Linked DNA regions of Oryzias latipes: region 2 is linked to region 1. A link is a contact called in public Hi-C data. All regions are on one chromosome and are shown on one strand. The core of a region is the stretch at or near the end of the contact, and the rest is flanking DNA. Distances in the headings are between cores, read along the strand shown. Region 1 holds the start of grxcr1 (glutaredoxin domain-containing cysteine-rich protein 1). Region 2 holds the start of bend4 (BEN domain-containing protein 4).

The links. Hi-C and Micro-C count contacts between places; a contact is called where the count stands out from the background.
Region 2: a contact with region 1 is called in a Hi-C map of embryo, with 2.3 times the contacts expected there. The contact joins the promoter of bend4 here to the promoter of grxcr1 in region 1. A contact is called at or near these places in 3 of 5 Hi-C or Micro-C datasets (all in embryo).

What each region holds. Positions count from the first base shown.
Region 1 is chr10:7,186,051-7,191,503 of ASM223467v1, reverse strand. grxcr1 (glutaredoxin domain-containing cysteine-rich protein 1) reads left to right here and starts at 2,683. Exons shown (of 4, transcript XM_011479873.3): 1 at 2,683-3,371. The coding sequence starts at 2,973.
Region 2 is chr10:7,322,392-7,327,844 of ASM223467v1, reverse strand. bend4 (BEN domain-containing protein 4) reads right to left here and starts at 3,388. Exons shown (of 6, transcript XM_011479882.3): 1 at 1,272-3,388. The coding sequence starts at 1,707. shisa3 (protein shisa-3 homolog) reads left to right here and starts at 3,941. Exons shown (of 2, transcript XM_004073029.4): 1 at 3,941-4,479. The coding sequence starts at 4,209.

The DNA.
Region 1 (5,453 bases), core at 1,434-3,933:
AGGACTTCGTCAGCACCTGCACTCCCTCCTCGGACTGTTGAGGAATAATATCACCTTACAGTGAATCATGAACTGGAGTACAGGGATGATCTCACTAAGCCACTCTTTTCAGACTAACAGAAGATGTCTGAGATATTTCTAAAACAAACCTTAACTCCGTTTGAAGGAACTCACAGCCTGAGGGGACACTGACCGGTCAAGAGTGCTAGAACATCATAAATGCCAGTTGCCTGTCATTTTAATACTTAAAAAACAATATTTAATCTTTATTTATCCGGGCAAGAAGGATTAAGAAAAATATTTTTTTATTTTCAAATGTGGCCAGACAAAAGGCAAAAGTTTTTGAGAAAAGGAAAGATAAGGGGTTACAGGAAACAGAAAAAAACATGACCAATGCCTCAAGAAAGTCTAAAATCATGAAAAAAAAATCATTCAGCTGTATTACAGTGGCAATTGTCTTTTAAAGTATCATTAAGATTCTGCTTTTAAAATGTCCAATCTACGTGTTTTTTATAAATCATCACATGAATTTGACCAATCAGTATTTTGCAGTTAAATACAAAAATAAAAGAGGCATAGTTTTATGTGCACTAATGGGTCAATAATAAATGAATGCAGACTATGGTCAGCACAAAAAAAGAAAGTTTTACATTTTCATATCCTGTCATTTGATATATCTTATCTTTGCAATTCTTGCTTTATCAAACACTGTAAATATTTGTACAGACCACAAAAAAAAAGCTGTATTACCAGCCCACACATAACAACAGACAGCCTCTGCATGATGATTAATCTCATATTAATAATTAGTCCAATCAATGAAAGAGTTGCAGGAACCATTTCAAAAACAATGCAAGTTTGACACCAATTTAATAAAACAAAACCAGACTTCTAATTTTAAAGACAAACTAATCAAATGGGACTGGACGGGACTGCTGGTGTGGAGTAAGCCCGCCCCCAGTTTCCATCACCCATCTGTTTACATGCTCTCCCGCTGGCGTACAGCCCCTCACAACCCCAAGCTAATGTTAGCTGTGCAACAAAAATGGAGCCATCCAGCTGTAAAAATGTAATTTTAATTTTCCTTAACTATGTCCTCCATGAGAGAAATGCCTTAAGAACATGTTAAAGGGCCTCTATCATGCCAAATCAATTTTTTAAAGTGTTTTATAATGTTCCTTCCTCACGAAAAGAAACCCCAAAGTGGTATTTTGATTCGTTCACACATCTCCGAGTATTCCTCCAAAAATCTACTCTCTGAGCACCAGCCCCATTAAGAATTCTATGGAAATGTGCGGGTTCTCACATTGTGACGAAGATAAGTGAGGAACTGCCCCTTCCAAGAAGAGTCTGCACTGCCAGCACAGGCTAACTCACACACACTTTCTCCTAACAGTCATCGGCTAAATGCTCTCATTTTCTTTGCACAATATGCACATCCATCTTCGCAAAAGTTTGGATATCGTTTGTTTTCGTGGGCGACACACAGACACATTGCCGAGGCAGGCTATAGGATGATGTCATGACATGGGCGACACCCACACAAAGCCAGTGCTTCAGGGATCGAGTCGTCTTACCTTTTTAAATAAAAAGTCTTTCTTGCCAACGGTAACATTTTATTATATACATGGATATTGTAACATCCGGCTGATGTGAAGCCTTTAATGTAGCTCAAATGGTTGCCATTGGCAGCAACCGTACCAAACAGCACAAAATGGAAGACTGGCCCTGACGCCATTCGTTTTCAGAGCATACAGGCTTTCAGACATTCCTTTTTTATTCACTTGCTCCTCCTCCCCCACCCACACTCTTCCAATCCCATTAATCTAACCAATTAGACCACCAATGTAAACACAGAACACAACAGAATCACTCAACACAAACTGAGGATAGCAACACAAGACAGATTAACACAGCTTAATGTCGGTCGCCACAATATTGTTTACTATAAAAGGCTTAAGAATAGCCGGGTATTGGCCCTTTAAAAGCACCAAAAACACCATTTTCATTGGAGTGGATCTGTAAGCGTTGGGTACAGACCCAAAGTACCACCTTTTTTCTAACAGCAGTAACAATTGAGCAAGCCCTTTTTTGTGACTCATTAAAAAGTTTGGAGAAAAAGAAGAAAAAAATGGTTGTTTTTACTTATGTACATTAATGAAAAGGCTTTTTGAATTCAATTCATACACGTTAAAATAAAAAGAACCGTTTTAAAATTTGTAATGCACAAAGATGGGATATAAAAGTGGAAGTCCTCATGTGGATTCAGTCAAGAGTACAACATGCTCAGAGGGTGCATTTGATTGTCCTCCAAAAAGTCTTAAACTTTTTAAATGCCATCTTATTTAAAAACTGTGCCAATTTGCAGGGGAATCACCAACATCATTGACAATAGCCAATGAGAAAGTTGTTGACGTTGGAAAAAAAAGCTGAACACGTGAGAAGGGCTGTCTACAATATGAGGAGAATACGAATTCCAAACATGAACTATACGATTTTTTCATCAGTCAACAAGTTTCATCCAAAAATTAAAAAAACAGAATTTTGCAGCAGCTGATGAAGGGTTGTCGCCCTCCCAAGGTCAGCTGTTGTCTTTTATCTGCAGAAGAAGATGAAATGTTTGTTTGATAACAGCGTATGAAGTCAGACAGTTAAAAGTCTTCCATCAAAGCTTTGCTATAAACTCTGCAGAAAATCATGAATAATTGAAAGGACAGGATCATTTTACGTGGGATTAGCTTGCTCGGTTGCCATGGTAGAAACACATGTATTATTTAGTGGCTATTTGACTGCGAGGGGAGCTTACAGGCTCCCAGTCATTTTTAGATCTGTTCACACTGTGAGGATTAAACCTGGGAGTAATCCATGGGAAACAAAAAAAAGTGTGTCTGAGCTGCGTGTTTACCTCTAAATGAGGAAGAAGGATCCTAACTGCAGAGCTGGGGGCCATGTAATGTGGAGGAGGGTTCGCAATGGAGGGGACAGAGTTGATGGCAGGGCAGGAGAAGCCGCAGAAGCGGGTGAGGTTCCGCGTGGCCTCAGGGAGCAGCGGGCGGGTGCTGAAGGAGATGTTCAAGGATGAGGGCCCTTCGGACTCTCTGGATTCAGACTGCACCAGCAGCTCCGACGCCGAGCGGGCCAGCACCCCCTCCACGACCGGAGAAGCCCACCTGTTCGGACCTCTGGGTTCTGAGCTGGATGAGTGTGAGGGAGAGCCTGACGCGCTGCTCCTGCACGCGGGCGCCACCAAGGACTGGCTGTTCACCACCAAAAGGGTCAACATCCTCAGTAAGAATGGGACGGTGAGAGGGGTCAAGCATAAAGTCAGTGCCGGGCAGACGCTGTTTGAAAACCTTCCTAATTCCAACTGTGTAAGTACTGTCCATCAAACTTATGGCTTCTTCATAGCAAACACTCTAATGTCCCAAATGTCCTTGAGGTGTTTCAAAGCCATTTCCCATCAACTTTCTAGTGAGAGTTGTTGTTCTGCGGGAAGACTCCAAAGACCAGACAAGGCCACACAGCAATTAATGATTAATGATGCATTTGGTTAAGTGTTCCAGGAGAAACTAATCAGGTTAATGAATTTGCAGCACTGCTTTCTGTCAGCACTGCAGCGATTGTTCCTACGGGTCAGAGAGCTTGCAGGTGACATAAAAGGTCATCACTGTTTTCCTGTTAACTGGTATTATGTGATCGCACCGTGTCACTGACCGAATAAAGCCTCTCCGCGCAATTAAGGGGGCTTTTCTTTCTTTCTTTCTTTCAGAGTGGAGATTAAATACTTATCAAGGTGAAGCAGCACGATCCCACAGAGAAAGTCTCAGCTTTTATAAATCTCTGAAGGATTTGAAATGCAGGATAACTGTTTGGATAAATTCAAGTTCATAAAGTAAAGCTTTATCTGCGGGACTGATGTCTAGTGTTATGGATTTGAATGATGTGTTTGGTGCAAAATGTCCACAGTTGAGCAACAGCTGCTTAACAAAGTTAATATTATTGAGAGAACATGAGCATACATCCTTGGAAAACAAACGCTCAGGATGAAGAGCAGCACAAAGTTTCTTCTGCTTTGACAGATCAACTTTAGTGCTTCAAAAGTCCAAACCGTGTAGTAACTTGTGTAACGGCCTTCCTCACGGTGAGGTGTTCCTGGTTGGAATCCAGATCTATACTGTGAGGAGTTCAAAGTCAAAGTAAAAGTCAGCTTTATTGTCAAGTATGCTGCATACACATGACATACAGCACAGATGAAATTACTTTGCATGTTTTCCCTCCACATGTCAGGACTTTATCCAGGTCTCCTCCTGCAATTTTAAATCCTGCATTGGGAGTTAATCTGAATTTTGGGTGGATGTGACATTTGTGCTGCGAGGTCATGAGGACTGATCATCTGCCTGCTGGGATAGGCTGCAGCCATCTCCTCAAACCTGAGCAGAATAAAGTGCATTTCATTTGCATTGACCATAAATGAGAGCTGGGAGCTGGACAGATGAGTGTGACGACCTCCATAGAAAAGAACTTATTTCATAAGAAAGTAATAGCTGTTTAGTTCTTAATAGAGGTCTATGTGTTGGCCTCTTGTGAACCAGCGGGAACTTCCTGTTTGGATTACCAGGGGGCAAAGGGTCAATCAGTCCAGCTAGAGTCATCGGTCATGCCTGATTATTTTTCAGGTTAACACGTGACTCTCTTCAATTACATGTTGTTTCAGTGATCATATTCATTGTTTCTCTTTCAGTTTCAGTTAGTTCAGGTGAATTAACTGAGCACAAAACTTTGAGGTGTTTAGGTCCATCCCAGTTTAAGACACACTTATTCATGCGATCATCAATAATCTACCAAACTTTATAAATAAATATATATAATTAATAAATAATTGCATATATATATATAAATATAAATGTTTGTTTTCAAATGTAAGTTGAACGGGTCCAATAACTGAGTTTAATGTGATTTATTGCCTGAGAAAAACTTGACAGATTTTCCATCAAGCTATTAAATCTTTGTTAGACTGACAAGAGATTTCATTAAAAGATTTACAGAAAAAATTAGACACGTCAGGCTTTAGGTATTAAAGCCTGACTTATAGCTGAAGGGACAAATGAGTTCCTAAAGTGCTCTGTCCTGCATCGCAGTGAATCGCAGTGTTGTTCAAAGGATGTCTGGGATTGTCCAGGCTACTCTGAATCAAGGCACTCATTCTCTTCTGCAGCACAGTTCCCACAGAGTCCACCTTCCTCCCGATCACAGATGCACACCTCTTTATCAGTGCTCAGTTGTCCAATCGAATGCAATCCCTTGAGGTCATACTGCCACCCCAGCATACAACCCCATAGAAAACAACACTCGCCACGACCGACTGATAAAAGAGGAGCAACATGTCTCTACATACATCAAAGGACCTTAGCTTTCTCAGGAAGAACAGCCTACTCTGCCCTTTCTTATACAGA
Region 2 (5,453 bases), core at 2,139-4,638, 140 kb before region 1:
TGTTAGCTTTTAACATTAAAACTTTTCAGAAAGTCCAAGCTGGAGTCATTACTTTTAACAATTTTGATGTAATTATTAGTTCAATGTAAAGTGGATCATAGGGGTCACAGTTATTATGCAAAAGAAAAGTACATGTACATGTGTGGCCAACAACAACTTCTGCAGCAGAGAAATGGAACGGCCCTCGGATCCTGACCGTGTTCTTGAAATGTCGGTAGGATTATGTTGATTTATTCAGACGTCAATAAACTGTAAGGTCACAGTCTCAGCTGTGACAAAGACCGTCTGCACTGTTATTGTGCAGGGACAGACCTCGGCAGGCATTTCCACGGCACGTCTGAATGAAATGATCTCACGCTCCTCCATGTAATGATCATCAATCCTCCAGCTGCACATGAACACACATGCAAACAGGCGGGGGGAAAATGAGCAGCGTGACAGTCCCTGCGTTGCCATTCCCTCAAACGCGTCTATCAGCCGCTGCAGATGTGCTGGATTTATTATGTGTGCATTCACCATTTCACTTCTATCTGATATCACCCCGCGGCGCCCTCCCTTCTCCCCCTGGTTCTGTGGCACTGAGAGCTGAGAGCCTCATAAAATTTCATTAAAAACAACACGGCCGGCAGAGGCAAATTTATGAGGCCCATTTGTTTTAATCACAACTCTGTGGAAGGCTGATTCCACTGTTTGTGTGCTGCTTCTGTGAAGAGGAGATACAGACCTGCTCTAAAAGGTTTTGCAGATTAAAAAATAAAACCCAAACGTGTCATTTCTTGCACGAAGAAGCTCCAGAACTAAGTGGAACTAAATTCTGCATCGTTTGCAATAAACATACTTAAGAAAAGTCATTAATTGTTAAGATGTTATCATAAAATAAGTCTCTGAGCAGCTGTGATTGATAACAGAGGGATCTTCTGCATTGAATTTAGGAGCTGCCAGAGTTTTGTTGTAAAAAGCTGGTTCCTGTGGGCCCGCCCTCCACATGGGGGACACATTTCATCCTGTTCAGGCCTCTAATGAACAGCAGCTGAGGAGAAAAGAAAAACACCAGTAGGGAACAATACGTTTCAGCAGGAGGCTGGTGAGGGTCCCTGCTGGCCACACGCGCACAAACACGAGTGTCGTTCTCACCACATGCGTTAGGAGCGAATCCGTCACTGCTGTTGACATGGAAACGTGGGGGGAAAAACTTCAAATGTGAGGAAAACAAAAGCTCTTGAGTGGAGCTGCCTCAGACCTGTAGGGGCCACTCAGAGTCTGGAGCCCACCTGTGCTGATGCCATATGTGCAGTCTGGAGAGAAACGAGGCTCTGCCGCTCCTCCCGAAAGCCGCCGCCGCTGCTGCTGCTGCTGCTGCTGCTGCTGGGGACCAAAGGATGCTGTGGATGTGGGGACCCTGCTGCTGGGCCTGGCCTCACTCCCGAGACGATGCTGCTGGCTGCTGCTGCTGCTGCTGATGGCAGCGCTGGGTTGGTGGAGCTGCGGCAGACGCTGCTGCTGCTGTTGGGGATGAGGCTGCTCCGGGTGAAAAGTGAAGGGATGCCCGTCGCCAAACACAGCCACCACGGCGGAGCGCTCAAAGCGCGGCTTGCCCGCTGAGCGCTTGCTCTGGAAGGGTTTGAGGCAGCTGAACGGACCCCGCTGCTGCCGGCACAGCTTCGGGGCGCACGGCCCCTCATCAGCGGCCTGCAGATCTCCATCCATTCCCGCTCAGGTGGCTGTGGTGAAGCGGGTTGACAGCTGATAAGAGCGACAGATCCGGTCGTCACCGTCTGGCTCGGTTTCCCGGTGCGCGTAAAGGGCGGACCGCTTTACTGACAAGGCGCCGCTCCAATCCTCAGTCGGGGGCGCAGACAGAGAGACTCATCCAGAGGGAAATACAGGCGGGACTTGAGCGCCGCCGCCGCCTCCTTCCCAGCCGACATCCTCACGGAGAACAACGGGGATGCAGCCTCACAATACAACCAGGATGAATGGAAAAAACATTAGTGCAGAGGCCATTTTTTATCTAAAGCTTTTATTTCAAGCTCAAAAAGTTAAATAAAAAAAAAGCTTTTTGGCAGTAGATGCAACTTTGCGTGGGTTAATTCAAAGTTATAAATCAATAATGTAATAAATCCATTACATTTATTTCTTGACAATAAAGCATCTTTTTGATGACAGTAACCTTTAAATATAATTAGAATTTTTTTTAATTAAAAATCAAGAAAGAAATAGATAAATAAGAAACATTTCACTTCAAGAGTGTACAGTGCCTCTCAGGAACAAAAGTTTGCAGTACCACAAGGGGGCGCTAACTCTATAGCTTTTGAAGCAGCAGATGAAAAAAAAACAACAACCCTGCTGCTAAATTCAGATGTTTCTGCTGGTGACTGATGCTAAAACACATGACTTAAATACATGTAATTAGAATAAAGTGGTCATAAATATTTATATATAATATGTAAATATATAATTATAGTTATGTTTCCATTGAGTCATTATCTAAATTCAGTGCACTGATTAATCTGATTCTTGAAAAATATACCACAAAAAACTTTATTTCTAAACATTGCATCTGACAAGGAATCTCTCAGAAAATATGTTTTCCCACCATGAAATCACCCAAATTATTTGAAGTTGTTTTGTGACCGTTTGTTTTAAATTCACCCCCATTATGGATCAATATATATTAATTGTGTGATTATAATTCTGAAATCTATTTTAAAAAATATCTTCCAGTTCTGTGGTAATCACCTGTCCCTTGTGTAGTAATACAACTCATTGTAAAGTATTTTAACTTGATCCCAAATTATTTTGATTGTAAGTCCTATAACAAGGATTCAACCCAGTAACAGTGTTTATTGTAATGCGGTTAAAGACTTTAGGTAAAAGTAGCTACATCATGGCTACATCAACTACAATATGAAGCATCATACGTCAGGAGGAAAACAAGAAATCAGTATCTTTTTCCAGGACAATTGTTAATTTTCCCCAAACAACAGTAAATATCACTTTTGTAGGTTCAAACGTTGAGCTCGGCAGTGTCAGTCTAACAACAGAAACAGTCAAATGCAGAAATAATGCAAACACTTAAAAAAATGTTTAAGGATGTCAGTTCCGTGGAAGTTGGAATAAATCATTATTGATACAAAAGGGGAGGGGGGTTAATAAGCTGTTACAGCGTTGAACAAAGCTGAGGCTCGTGGTAAAAAGCTGCAATTTTATGAATAATTTATGTATTTGTCTCATATCACTTTTATTTAGATTCAAGTAGAAAATAAATGATTAACCCCCCCAAAAAAAAGACAAAAAAATACGATTTTGGTTGTTATTAGTAGTTTTAGTATAGGGACTTGCACATTAGGATGAACACTACACATCAGCAACCCATAAAATATTTCTAAAGATAATTTTTTTTGAAATACTTGCGTGATGTTTATATTTCTTGCTCTAAAATGTATCTTGTGGTTTACTTTAATTTGCAAAGTTAGGGAACACATTGATTTCAGAAAATCACCAAGCTATTAAATATAGTTTATTTTTGGGGGTTTAGAATTGGGGGCCACAGGGACCAAAAGGTCAGATGGGACCCCCATTTTGAAATCATGATTGTTTGCAGGAACACAAGACACATAAATTGACCACAAGAAATAAAAAAAATGAACAGAAAGATGCAACCAGGAGTTCATCATTTTCTTTTGCAAAGGGGAAAAAAACAGTAAAAATCAATCACATTCAATCAAAACATTAAAAGAAGCATAAATGGTAGGGATTAGGGAAAAATGTAAATATGTCTCCTGCTTGGACAAACGTGTTGCAGTTGGAGTTTTGCCTCCACCGTCACATCTGCTTACAGCGGCCAAAGCGCGAGGACGCGCACGTTGTGTGGTGGGGGCTGTGCGTGCGCGCGTACCCAGAGTTTAGCAGCAGATCAGTGGTGAGGGGATCTCAGTTGGAACACAGGCTCTCTGGCGCGCTGGAGGGACTTCACTTGACTCCGCTGCTTGAATCAGTTTTGGACATTTCCGTCTGGATCTACAGGATTTATTTGTGGTTCCGCAGCATCTCACACGTCTGGATCTGCATCTCAGGATCCTGCACGTCTGGATGCTCTAAAAGATGAAGGTCCCAAAAGTCTCCGCGCGCAGCTCCTGCCTCACACTCAGCACGCGGACCTGAACTCGGACGGGCTCGGAGCGCAGAGCCACCGACCGACCGCCGGGATGGAGCGCCTGCTGAACTGCCTGCTGCTGGGGTATCTGACCTGGAACCTGCGGATCTCTGACGCCCAGGGGGAGTACTGTCACGGCTGGCTGGACACCAGTGGGAATTATCACGAGGGCTTTCAGTGTCCCGAGGACTTTGACACGGCGGACGCCACCGTGTGCTGCGGCACCTGCGCGCTGCGCTACTGCTGCGCTGCCGCGGAGGCGCGGCTGGATCAGGGCAGCTGCACCAACGACAGGGAGGTGGACGACACCGAGTTCGCAGCGCGTAAGTTCCGAGTGAGAACAAGTTCTGGAGAGCAGTTTAGAACTTGTACCTCACAGAGAAGTTAGTCTGCGTAAAACAGGGTGGAAAAATAACTTTTTTCCTCTTTAAATGGGTTGGAGCTGAATGTTTAACAGGTGGAAATTCATGCTGAGCATAGATGTTGGCAGCCGTGGAGAGGTCAGAGGTCATCTGAACAGGACTGGTTACTTCCAAGTGCCTATTGTATTCCTTCTTATTCTTTTAAATAATGAAACTGAAGGTTTTTGGAATAATTCTAAATTCAACCCATTTATTTTCACCTTCTCAGATGTTTTTCAATTCTAAATTTGTCATTTTACAGCCCCAGCAACCCAAAGAGTTCCTTGTGTTTCAAAGTTGTTTTTCCAGCAAAATCCAAGCATAGAGTTCATCTTACACCCACTTGAATTTGGGCCCCAGAAGCCTCATTTTACCTCGCCACACTCCAGATTGTTATCAGTGAAACAGGATCAGATCCTGATGATGCGGCGTGTCCATTTATCCTAATGTTCTCCAAATAAACTCCCAGCGGGCCTTTCTGCGCCGCCACACATAAACCAAATTCACGCTGAGGGCTCGCTCATCATCAAACCTAATCAGAACATTTGGATGGAGCAGTTCAGCCCTGACACCTTTCTAAACCTGTTGGGGTGAAGCTGCTGCTGGATGGGAGGGGTTTTGACCCCTTCATGCCTGAATTTATTCCAAAATATATATAAAAAAAAAATTTCTTCAATGTTTTTTCCATTTAAGGTGATGCTAAATTAATTAGAGTTCTGATTAAACGGAACAGTGGAAATTAGTGCAAACGGAATCATTTTAGTCTGTCATTCCAGGAAAAAAAATCATAATTTTAGATTTTTTAGCCACTGTTTGTGTTTTCTGGGAGGTTTTATTTCTTGAATAAACACAAATTTTTCCCTCAGTATGAATGATTCTAAGAAGTAATACATACA